Regions from separate parts of the Oryctolagus cuniculus genome. Here region 1 is linked to region 2. The links are chromatin contacts, called in public Micro-C maps. All regions are on one chromosome and are shown on one strand. The core of a region is the stretch at or near the end of the contact, and the rest is flanking DNA. Distances in the headings are between cores, read along the strand shown.

Evidence for each region. Hi-C and Micro-C count contacts between places; a contact is called where the count stands out from the background.
Region 1: a contact with region 2 is called in a Micro-C map of ear pinna, with 2.6 times the contacts expected there. The contact joins the enhancer-like site here to the promoter of NFIX in region 2. A contact is called at or near these places in 2 of 6 Hi-C or Micro-C datasets (ear pinna and an unstated tissue).

The regions. Positions count from the first base shown.
Region 1 is chr16:62,488,077-62,493,839 of mOryCun1.1, reverse strand. The region is part of intron 2 of NFIX (nuclear factor I X); the gene reads right to left. Among named protein-coding and RNA genes, the nearest start is that of LYL1, 31 kb to the left of the region's middle. Within about 2 kb of position 4,004, at least 1 of the 8 cell types and tissues checked has an H3K27ac peak or open chromatin away from gene starts, as enhancers often do. A contact at or near this core is called in ear pinna, where this site is marked.
Region 2 is chr16:62,430,503-62,436,252 of mOryCun1.1, reverse strand. It overlaps NFIX (nuclear factor I X), which reads right to left and starts at 3,289. Exons shown (of 11, transcript XM_051839483.2): 1 at 2,926-3,289. The coding sequence starts at 2,952.

The DNA.
Region 1 (5,763 bases), core at 2,755-5,254, 57 kb before region 2:
ACCCTGGAAGGACTGGCATCCGAAAGCAATGTCCAGCAGCTCAGCAATGTGGGGCGGGGGGGGGGGGCACAGGCGGGACAGAGGATCCACCAGTACACCTGGCGCCCGGGAGGGTGGAAGAGCAGGTGCAGGTCTCTTCTGAGAGCCTCAGGCTCCCGATGGCGTCCAAGTGGAGAAGGCCCATCTTGGTGGTCCCTGCTGGTCATCCCCACCCCACTGTGAAGGCAGGTGGACCCCTGGCTAGCACCCTCCAGTCATGCGCCCTCCCCCCCCAACCTTCCTCACTTTCTGAGAAAGTGTTCCTGAACTCACAGGGTGCTGGGGGTGGGGTGGGTGTTTCCTCCATCCCTGGAATGAAGCCTGAGCCCTTCAGGGAGGACTCCGGGAGATGGCATCCGAGCCCTGAGCGGTGTGGGAAGCCGGGAGGCAGTGGGGGCCTGTGCGCGCAGTCCCACTTCCCCAGGGGGTGACCGGCGGCGGCCAGCACAGGAGAGGAAGGCTGTATCCCTGGTACAGGTGGACAGAGGGCCAAGAGCCCAGGCCTGCCAGCCACCACTCCAAGCCTGGCCCGGCAGTTAATAAATGAGATCCCAGCCAGAGCGCTGCAAGGAGATGCGAATGGGCCCTCGGGCTCCTCCTGGCCTGCCCGCCCAAGGCAGCTGGCCCGGGCAGCCCCAATAGAACCAGGGTTGGCCCTGCAACTGCGCTGGCCCAGATGTTTCAGATCATGCCTCGGAGCTAGGAATTCCGGGCACAGCAGAGCCCATCAGACAGGAACCAAAGATGACCCTGCAGCTGGTACAAGGAACAGACAAAACCTTAGGGAAGTGGAAAGAGGCAGAGGACCGCAGCCCTAGCCCCACCTCCTCCTCACCCCCGGCCTCCCTGCTTGCTACACGGCGAGCACCTTACCAGTGCGGGGATCCCAGGGGACCAGGGGGAGCCGCCAAGGCAGAGAGGAGGTAGAGGGAGGTGTAGGGGCAGCTCCTCAGCCACAGGGGTTCAGGCTCTATATGAAATTGCAGCTTTTGGTGTCACCCCCCACCCCCACCCCAGAGGCTGACCTGGGGCAGTGACAGAGCCGCACCCCCCTCCCGCAGGTGCAGCGGATGGCAGCCGGTGATGGGCACGAGTAAGCGAGAGGTAGCTTCAGAAAGGGACGGCGGGCAGGGAACGGGGAGAGCAGAGCCAGCACTTGTTTCCCCGGGGATATCCCAAGGCCTCGTCCAGCCCAGGCCCAGTCCTGGAGATAGAGAGCTGACGACGCCTCCAGGAGCAACCAGGCGCTGGTCCATGAGCAGAGCGCTCGGCTGGCAGCGCCAGCTGGTGCCACGACTCAGTCGGCGCTGCAGCCAGCGTTTCCGAGAGGGCCCGGGGCCAGGAGTCATGGGATGGGGGGGGGGGTCCAGACAAATGGTCCCCAGCCCCTGAGAGCTTGAGTCTCCTCCCCAGTCTGCTAACAGACAGACAAGAACGCCTTTTACCCACCCCCCCCCTTGCCCCGACACACACACACACACACACACACACCATGCACCAAGGAGAGAGGTGCCTGCAGAGTGGGCACCCCCACCCCCACTCCCTCTATTTCCAGCACTGCCCTTTCTGGCCCTTTGAGCTGCCCAGGCCAGCCAGGCTGGCCAGACATCCGCCCCCACCCCCAGCTGCTCGCAAGGCTATTAATAGTGTCCCCACCTCCCAAGGCTGGGTGTTGCCCTTCCCCCAGCCCCAAATACACTTGCCCTTGGTCTAATTACTCATGGAGAGACAACAGAGTCTCATCCCAGGCTGGGATGAGAGGAAGACATGGGTTTGGGGCGGGGGGAGGTACTTGAGGGACATGCCTGGGACAAGCAGGAAAGTTTGGGGGAAAGGAAAGGAACAGGCAATAATCCTCGGAGAGTGACAGACAAGACAGAGACGGAGGTGTGCCAAGGTAGAGGATCAAGGCCGAAGCAAAGCGGTTCAAAGACAAGACGACTTTGGCAGAAAGAACCAGAGAAGCACAAGGTTCTGAGAGAGGCGGTGGGGCTGGGTGGCACGGGCAGGGGGAATGCCAAGAATGAAAGTGCAGGCAGAGGAACAAATCTCTGCTTTAAGGGAAAAGAAAAATAAATAAATAAAAATAGAAGGAAGAGGGGACTTTCCTAAAAATCCCTGGGAGAAGCTGTGTGTGCACAACTGCTTGGGTGGCATCCAGCTGCTGGCGTCTGTCAGGGGACATCGGGCACCCGCACAGCCACAGGGCGACACCCAGGAGCCCTGCACACCTTAGCCTCACCGGAAACAGAGACAGAAGGGGCAGAGACAGCAAAGCAGCAGCAGCCCCCACCCTCGTATCTTCACCCCACCCACCCCTGCTCCTGTCTGCCTCTCCCCTTGGGAGAGGCCACCCAGGAGACCCAGTGGAGGCCACCCCTACCTCTCCCTCCCTGCGGGGTAGTGGGAGTACAGCGGAAGCCACCTGCCTCCCGGCCCCGAGTGCTCTAACTCTCTCTGCCCCAATGGATGGTACAGCACCCAGGCCAGTAAGCCCTAAGGTGCCTCCTCCACCCAGGGACTCATCTTGGCCCTGGAGGAGACCGAGACTGATTCTGGCTAATCAATGAGCACCCAACACAGACCACCAGAACCAGACGCTTAAGTGGGACCTTTCTCCTACCTTCCAATTCTGCCCACATGGGGAGCCTCTGGCTAAGCCAGGCCTGGGGTATGGGACACTCCAGCTCTGGATGCGACAAGAGCCCCAGGTGGCTGACCTGTATGACCTATAGCACCCTCTAGACACCCCCCTTAGCCCCTTGAGGAAAAGGCCTTGGTGGGGTTCCTCCCTGTGTGGGGTCACTTCCATACAAAAGATCCTTCCACGTCCTTCGTCCAGCTGTGACCGCCCTGGCTGGCCACCCAGGGGACAGAAGTCCCGGTTAGCTGGCACCTCTTCATCACAGGCCCAACCCGCAGAGCCCAGCTGATCCTCCCTTACAAGTTCAACAGGGGACTGGGCACAGGCCTGGACATGCTGGCCTCCTCCCCAAGTGCTAGAACACAAACAGTTCTTGCAAAGGGCAAGTCCTAAGGCAGCCACCATCCAGAGCTGTGCAGACAAGGCATGTGGAATTTGGGCCCTAGACTCCAAATTTCTCACTTGGCCCCTCCCTCCCCCCTAGAGCCTGGGGCAGCTGGGTCAAACAGATGACCTCCTGCAGGGGGCCCAAGACAGCACCAGGTACTGCACAGGGCCCCTGGGCCTGGAGTCCTGGGCCTAGACGTGCTGCAGCCATTCGATCCCAGTACATCTCTAGTCTCCCGGTGCAACAAAACAAGATGGGTTAAGACAGCCACGGTGAGCTGTGCACTGGCATTGTTAGGCAGTTTGACAGAGGATGCGACGGTTTTACGCATTGTAAAGTGCCAAGCATATATGAGGATAGCCACCGCTGCAGAAGCGACAAAAATGACATCCATCCATCCATCCTCCCCAGCTGCCAGGAGCCAAATCGCCCATTCATCAAGGTGGGACCGGACGGAGCAAAAGGAGCTGGAAGCGGCGAGCGCCGCTGCACTCCCCGGCGCCGCAGCTAGGTGGCGCAGCGAGTTAACGCTAGCTGCTCTCTGCGGGCTGCGGCGGGGCTCCAGGGGCCGGGGTTCCCCCTTGCACACCCATGAGGCCTGAGCCGGAAGGAGAAGGACAGGACCTGGCCAGACTCGGGCCGCTCGGACCCCCCGGCGGGGCATCGAGGAAGGAGCTGCCCGAGGCGGCGCGTCCCGCCGCTGCGGCTGCCAAGCAAATCCCGTGATGTGCAGGGAGGGCCCAGCTTGATTAGGAACAGCTTGCGGTGCGGGGCCGGACAGAAGGGGGCCGCGGAACGGGCGGGCGGCAAGGAGAAGTGAGAGGTGGGGCGCCCGCCAGGTGCATAGCTGGGGCAGCGGCGGGGGAAGGGGTCTGTGATTCCGTGAGCCCGCTCCCACCCGCAGGGAGGGGGCTCAGACCTGCCTGCCTCTCCCCTGGACACGGGGCGGGGGCGGGGGGCAGCGTGTGACCCCAGGAATATTCTTCACACACCCCGGGACGTCCTCACTTTTTGTCTGTGCACTTGATAAACACTTAGAAGGACGATCTCCGCCACCCCTCCCTTATGCAAAAAGAACGTGGCGGGGTGGGGGATATAAAGGAGACTAAAACTGAGAGATCAGGAACCAGAGATGGGGGGAGAGAAATGAAGAAAAGTCAGGAGGGGGTGGGGGAATGAGCACCCTTCCCAGCGGCGGCAGCAGCAGCAGCAGCGGGCAGGCACACCCTCCCGGGCGGGTGTGGAGAAAGGCCCCTTTGTTCCACGGGGGAGGTTAGCTGAGGTGAGGCCCGCCCCCCACCCCCCTGACCCTGGGCAGTGCAGCTCCCTCACAGGGCCCGGCTGCTTCCCTGGCCCCCCAGTTCTCGGCCCCAGATGGAAGAAGGCTTACTGGCCCTCCTGCTCCCTACCTCCTGTGCCCCAGCCACTGCCCAAGCACCACGGGTGGTGCCCCCCCCAGGAGGTCCCCGTGGTGGTGGGATGCCCGCACTGCCAGCCATTAGCAGCTTGTCCAGGCTTCTCTGGAGCTGTGGGTCAAGGGTGGGGGTTGGGGGATGCAGAGTCTGCACACAGCAGGCACCCCCACATAGCAGAGCACAACAGGGGGCTGGAGGCTGGTGCCCCGGGGGAGCAAGGCAGGCTGCCAGTGCCCCTCCCTTCTACTCACGGGGTGGGGGACAGCAGGGCCTGAGCTCACCCCTCCGCTCCCCAAGGAGGGGAGAGAATTGGTTGTGTGGCTCCAGTAAGGGGCGGGGGTGGGGGGAGGGCTGGTAACAGGTGGTGGCGGGCAGGGGACGAAGGGAGTGAGCTTCTGAAGCCACCCATTTGCTCCCGGGGGGGGGGGGGCTGGGGGGAGGCATCACTGTTCCCACGGCTCTCCCAGGGAGGGGTGGCAGCGGAACACACCCCCACAACCACCACATACACTCAGCCCCCTCCATCCCTCAGGGCTCCTGTCCTGGCTACTCCTGTAGGGCAGGTTCTCCCCTGGGGGCGGCAGGAGCTGGTAGCAAGTCGGGGAGTGGGGGAGCAGGCATCCTGACACCCCCCAGGCCTGTGAGCCTCTGGCCTGGGAAGAGGGAGCCCGGCCAAGGCAGAAGAGCATGGAGCAGCCGCAACAGCAGCTGGAGTCGCAGGGAGCCTGAGCCGGCTGCTGCCGCGGCCCAGAGAAGCCGCAGCTCAGATACACGATGCGCTGCCAAACTCCAGTCCTTTAATTCAATTAAGCGCCGGACAGACGGCTCAAATTTTCTGTGTGCGCATGCGTGCGAGACCCCCGCCCCCGCCCCCCGCCCCGTGCGTGACCAGCCGAGGTCCGGACGGGCGGGACAGTGGACGGCGGCCGGCAGGATGGCCGGGGAGAGTAAGATCGCCCAGGTCTTCCTGGGGTGAGACACACTGCTGCAGACTAGGGTCTCCAAGGCTCTCCACCCCCTTCTCTCCCCACAGCCAGGACCCTGGGGGCAGTGCAACCTGAGGACCATCCTGGGCTCTGTCCTGGCCTCAGCTTACTCAATGCCAGCATCCCTGGCCCAGGGATGAGCTGGGAGGTGGATAGCTGAAGTGGCTCCACCCCACTGGGGCCCCAGAGTTTGCCTCTGTCCCAGCCCTCCCGGTCCCCCCAAAAGTCCCCTTCTGGGAACACAGCCAAGATCGGAGAAGAATGTTTATACGCTGCTACGAGGGAAAAGGA
Region 2 (5,750 bases), core at 2,040-4,539:
TTGGTTGGTGTATGTGTGTATCTATATCCTGGCGTGGATCCTTCCGTGTTTGGGGGACGGGGAGGAAGTATGATATGGGGAGGAGGGCCCATGTGTCCATTCCCGCCTCTATCGTCCTGCCTGGCCGCTTGTCGATTTGGATGCTTTTTCTAGAAGATTCCACCCCCCCAACGCACACAGTGCCTTTTCCCCCAGCAGGGCCCCCGCTGCTCCAAGCTCGTTCCTGCTCAATCATTTATTGACTTTAAAATCAAAGCCAATTCTGGTTTGGAAAAAAAAGAGAGAGAGAGAGGCCAGAGAGAGAGAGAGGGAGAGACAGACAGAGTCTGAGACGCCAGGGAAAGGAGAAAAGAGATGGGGCCAGACCAGAGACAGAGATAGAGATACACAGAGACAACTAGAGACCCAGGAGGACCAGAAGTGGAGAACAAGGGACAGGGCCAGCCAGAGACAGAGGGGAAAAAGCGAACGAGGCGAAAGAGGTTGTCATACAGAGATCGACAGAGCGAACTATGGAGGCAGAAAGGTTTGTAAAAACAGAGGTGGTTAAAAAAAAAAAAAAAAACCACCCTGCTGACCGACCCTCAGCCACCGCCTGTCCAGAGTGGAGGGGTTTCCCTGCCGGCCACGCAGGGCTGGCAGCCTGGCCGGGCCATGCCCACTGCCCTCCCAGCCGCCCCTGGCACACTCCAGCTGTTGTAGCCTGGGCCTACTCTGTGTGCGCGCGCACACACACACACACACACACACACACACGAGGGAGTATGAATACCGCCACCCCCTTCTGGGATGTCACTCAGCCAACCTCCTCGCCACCCCCCACCAGACCCACTGGCCATCATCTTTAGCTTGGGAGTCGCCTCAGCCGCTCCCTACTCCAAGGGGGCACCAGTATCATCGCCTGTCCCCCCCAAGGAGGTGCTGAGCAATCTCTACGTGTGTGTGCGTGCATGTGTGTGCAAGGGTGGTGGTGGGGGGACACACAGGTTCCTGACCAAGCCACTGGTGGGGGCCAGGCCCAGATGTCTGGTGTGCTTGGCGTGGAAGCCTGGTTGGCAACCTGGTGGCCAACCAGCTGCTTAAATGTGGGGGTCTCGGTCCCAAGCAGGCCCCAGACACCAGCCATGCGTAGCCCCACTTGGAAGGGATTGCAGCTAGGTGGGGCGAGATGGCCGTGTGTGTGTGTGTGTGTGTGTGTGTGTGAATGGGGGTGGAGGAGGAAGCAGCCAGCATGGCACAGTCGTTGGAGGTCCAAGGCAGGGCGTACCCCACACCGTCACAGTGGTCAGAGTGCCTGCTCCCACCTGCACGTACACTGCGATCGATACACACTCGGGCACGCGGGTCCTTGCCCGACAATGCTCTGATCCGCTGTCTACAGGCAACTCGCTCACCGAGGGCCCCATCTAACCCACTCGGCACTGCTGTCCACGGCTGATCCACGAGGCCACAGGACACACACACACACACCACGGCTCACACGCACCTGGCCATACCCTCATTGTACACCCCTGCAGATCCCACGTTCAGCTGTGGATTATGGTTCCTCTCCCTTGGCACCCCTGGGCATAAGACTGGCAGGGCTCAGGCCACGCACAGGGAACAGTTAGAGCCCCAGGTCTGGCCTAGCTCCTTGCACACTTACACCGCAGGCCTGGCTAAACTAAACTGAGGGCCAAGCACCCAAGCCATCCCCACTCCGTCCAGGTGTCCCAACCGCGGAAGCAGCCGTTCCCAAGGCCATTGGAGGACTCGGGGGTGGTGGTTCTCGTGCCCCCTCTGGGGAGTCTCAGGCCACAGCCTCTAGAGAGGACAGGATGGTAAGCCAGGCACGCTCTGGGTCTTTGCTGCCGCTGACTTCGCAGGAGGCGGGACGCGCTCTCTCTGCGCGCCAAGGTCGGCGCTGTTGCGCCCGAGGCTGACCCGACGGCGTGGCCGCAGCGGCACCGTGGGCCGCGCGCGTCCGGGCTGCCTCCCCCGCCCCTCTCGCCTCAGGGCTTGGCGGGGTGGGATTCCCTCCCCACCCCCACCGCGGGAACCCGCCAGGTCCACCCCGCAAGCAGCCCGGGTCGGCTGGGGCAGGAAAAGTTTGTGCAAGGGAAAAGTTTGGGGAGGGGGCTGGGTGGTGGTGCGCGGCTGGACATCCAGGGTCGCCGGAGAGGCGCGGCCCTGGCTGGCAGCGCGCCCGCCCCTTCCTCCCCTCCCCTGTCCCTCCGAAATTTGGGATCCCCGCCATTTTCTTAGCCCCGCTCCCATGTGAGGCCTGAACAAAGACTTTGGGGAGACGCCCGGGCCGCTCGGCCCGCCCCGGGGCACCCCCAGCCGCACGCCAGGGCAGCCTCCAAGCCCGCACGCCGGCCCGCTGCCACCCTCGGGAACCGCTGCGCCCGCCCCAGGGAGCGGCGCCGGACCCGGTGTCCCCTCTGCGCCCTCGGGGCCACCCTCCTGCCACTCTGTCACCCTTGCAAAAACACCGCCCGCGGTCACGCCGCCCCCCTCCCGGCGCGCGCCACAGCCGCCCGCAGGTCGCTGGCCGTCCCGCCGCCCACCGACAACCCCCCCTCCACTCCTCCACGCGCGCACGCACTCCCGCCCCGCGCCCCCCGGGGGCAGCGCCACGCACGCAGCCCCGCCACCACCTCCCTCCAACCCGCCCCCCCTCTCCCCGCTTCCACCCCGAACCCGTCCGGAGCCCCCCAGCTGGAGTCCGCCCGCGGGCCAGGGTCGCACGCGCGCGGTGACGCCCGCACGCGTGCCCGGAGTCCCCTCGCGGCACCACTTGCACCCCTCGGCGGCCCGCAGGCTCACTGCCCCCCGCCTCGGCGCCGCGCGCCCCCTGCGCCCGTCCGCCCGCCCGCGCCGCCCGCCGGCCTCCCGCGCCCGCTGCCCTCCCCCGATCGCGCGCGCGGGGGCGGCGGCCGGTACCTGGGTGAGGCAGTACGGGGAGTACATAGCTGAGCGCCCGGGCTGGAGCGCGGCGGCCGGCCGCGGCGAGGGGAGGCCCGGCAGGCGGCGGCCGCGCTCGGCTCCGGGCTCCGGCTCCGGCTCCGGCTCCGGCTCGGCTGCTCCGGCCTCCGCCGCGCGGCCCCCGCGCTCGGCCCGGCGCCGCTCCGCGCTCGCCGCTCGCAGACTCGGCCCCGCCGGCTCCCGGGGCCGCCGCAGCCGCCGCCGCCGCCGCTGCCTCTCGCGTCCGCCGCCGCCGCCGCCGCTGCCGCCGCCGCCGCCGCCGCTGCCGCCGCCGCGCGTCTACTCCATAACGCCGCCGCTCGGCCGGTCACCCTCGCCCGCGCCGCCGCCGCCGCCGCCGCCGCGCTGTGAAAGTGAAAGTTTAGACAAAGTTTGGAAGCGGCGGCGCACTCCGGGGAGAGGGAGCGGGCGGGCGGGCGGCGCGGGCGGGAGGAGGGGCGCGGGGAGGGGCGGGCAGGGCGGGGAGCGGCGGCCTGCGCGCTCTCTCTTTCTCTCTCTCTCTGTCTCACACGCACACGCACACATGCATGCATGCTCACACGCACACATTTCGCTCAGGACATGCACACCCATGCGTGCCTGCCTGCAGACCCACACACGCGCTGTTACATGCACACACACACACGCATGCATGCAGGCACAGCCACAAGGCCGGTCCCACATGTGCTGGCCTGCGTTCTAGCACAGACACCCCGACCCACAGGGGGTAGCCAAGCTCAGAGCCACGACACATGCCACTTCTTCCACGATCCGAAGACAAAGCACACACCCTGACACACGTACCACGTACCGAGGTGAATGCACTCGCTCGCTCTCTCACACACACACATCCATGCTGATGCACACACACACGTTGACACACATGTGATCCCATAGCCACACCCTGACTCATTCCAGACCCCCCAGCTCTTGTACAAACACATGGACAGTTGTAGCAACCCACTCCAACACTTGGAATGGTGCCGTGACATCACACGAACCCACTGTCACACCAACCCACGCCATCCACGTGGGCCAAACAACACAAAGAGACACATAATGTCAGCGATAGAAAGCAACAATGGCCCAGGCCGGCGTTGTGGCGTAGCAGGTACAGCCACTGCCTGCAACAGCAGCATCCCGTACGGACGCCGGTTCAAGCCCCGGCTGCTCCACTTCCGATCCCGCTCCCTGCTAATGTGCCTGGGAAAGCAGTAGAAGATGGCCCAAGTGCTTGGGCCCCTGCACCCATGTGGGAGACCTGAAAGAAGCTCCTGGCTCCTGGCTTCAACTTGCTCTGGCCCGGCCCCAGCCTTTGAGGCCATTTGGGAAGTGAACCATTGGATGGAAGATCTCTCTCTCTCTCTCTCTCTCTCTCTCTCTCTCATACTGCTTTTCAGATAAATTTTAAAATCACATTTAAAATCAATCGTGGGGCCAGCGCTGTGGTGCAGTAGGTTAACCCTCCGCCTGTGGCACTGGCATCCCATATAGGCGCTGGTTCTAGTCTCAGCTGCTCCACTTCCGATCCAGCTCTCTGCTGTGGCCTGGGAAAGCAGTAGAAGATGGCCCAAGTGCTTGGGCTCCTGCACCTGTGTGGGAGACCCTGAAGAGGCTCCTGGCTCCTGGCTTTGGATTGGCACAGCTCCAGCCATTGCGGCCATTTGGGGAGTGAACCAGTGGACGGAAGACCTTTCTCTCTGTTTCTCCCTCTCACTGTCTGTAACTCTACCTCTCAAATGAATAAACAAAAAATAAAATCTTTTAAAAATCAAATCAATCAATCAATCTTAGAAAAGAAAGCAACATGAACTGTCACAACAGAAGGGCACATATATCACACCCTGTTGCCCGGATGTAGCCCAGGCCTTGGACACATTGACAGGTGAGCCTGGTATTCTGTCAGCTGACAGTTCTGCACGTGGGTGTCACACACATAGCACACAGGCTGTGCCTGTGCCCCCCACCCCCTATATACACACTTGCCCATAGTCCTGTGGGTGGACGCCCAGAAATATGGCAGGCGACACAAAGCCCGGCTGTTAGGGACAGACAAGGGCAAGGAGGCCTGGGATATGTGAACATACATACTGAGGTGGGGATCTGTCCACTCCTGCAGGCCCCTGGCTCCCCACTTCCAGAACAGAAAGGAATGGAGGGGGATGGGGGCCAGCACTGTGGTGTAGCAGGTAAAGCCACCACCTGCAGTGCCAGCATCCCATATGGGCGCTGGTTTGAGTCCTGGCTGCTCCACATCCATGACCCAGCACCCTGATAATGCACTTGGGAAAAGCAGCAGAGGATGGCCCAAGTCCTTGGGCCCCTGTGCCTGTGTGGGAGACCCAGAAGAAGCTCCTGGCTCCTGGCTTCAGCCTGGCCCAGCCCCAGCTGTTATGGCCATCTGGGGGAGTGAACCAGTATGGAAGACCTCTTTTAACCTGCTGTGATGCAATGCCAGCCCCTAAAATAAGTCTTAAAAAAGAGAGAGAAGAGAACGGGGCGAGGGAAAGCAGGTGCTGGGGGAACGGGGGCAGAGGTGCCCTGAGGCGATCCAAGACAGGCAGAACGGTGGTACCTGCGGCCCCTCCAGGTGGATCCTCCTCACTGCCATTAAGCCAGCATCTTCTGGCCCCCCACAGCCAGACAGCTGGAGACCTTCTGGGCTATGAATGGCCTTTTGAAGGGAATGTTGGTGCCCAGGTGGGCAAGTGCGTGCATGTGTACATGTGTGTGTGTGCAGGTCCTGCTGTGTGGAGGCTACTAAGGCCATGCCCAGTGGGTTCCTGAAAGCACGCACCCCCCCC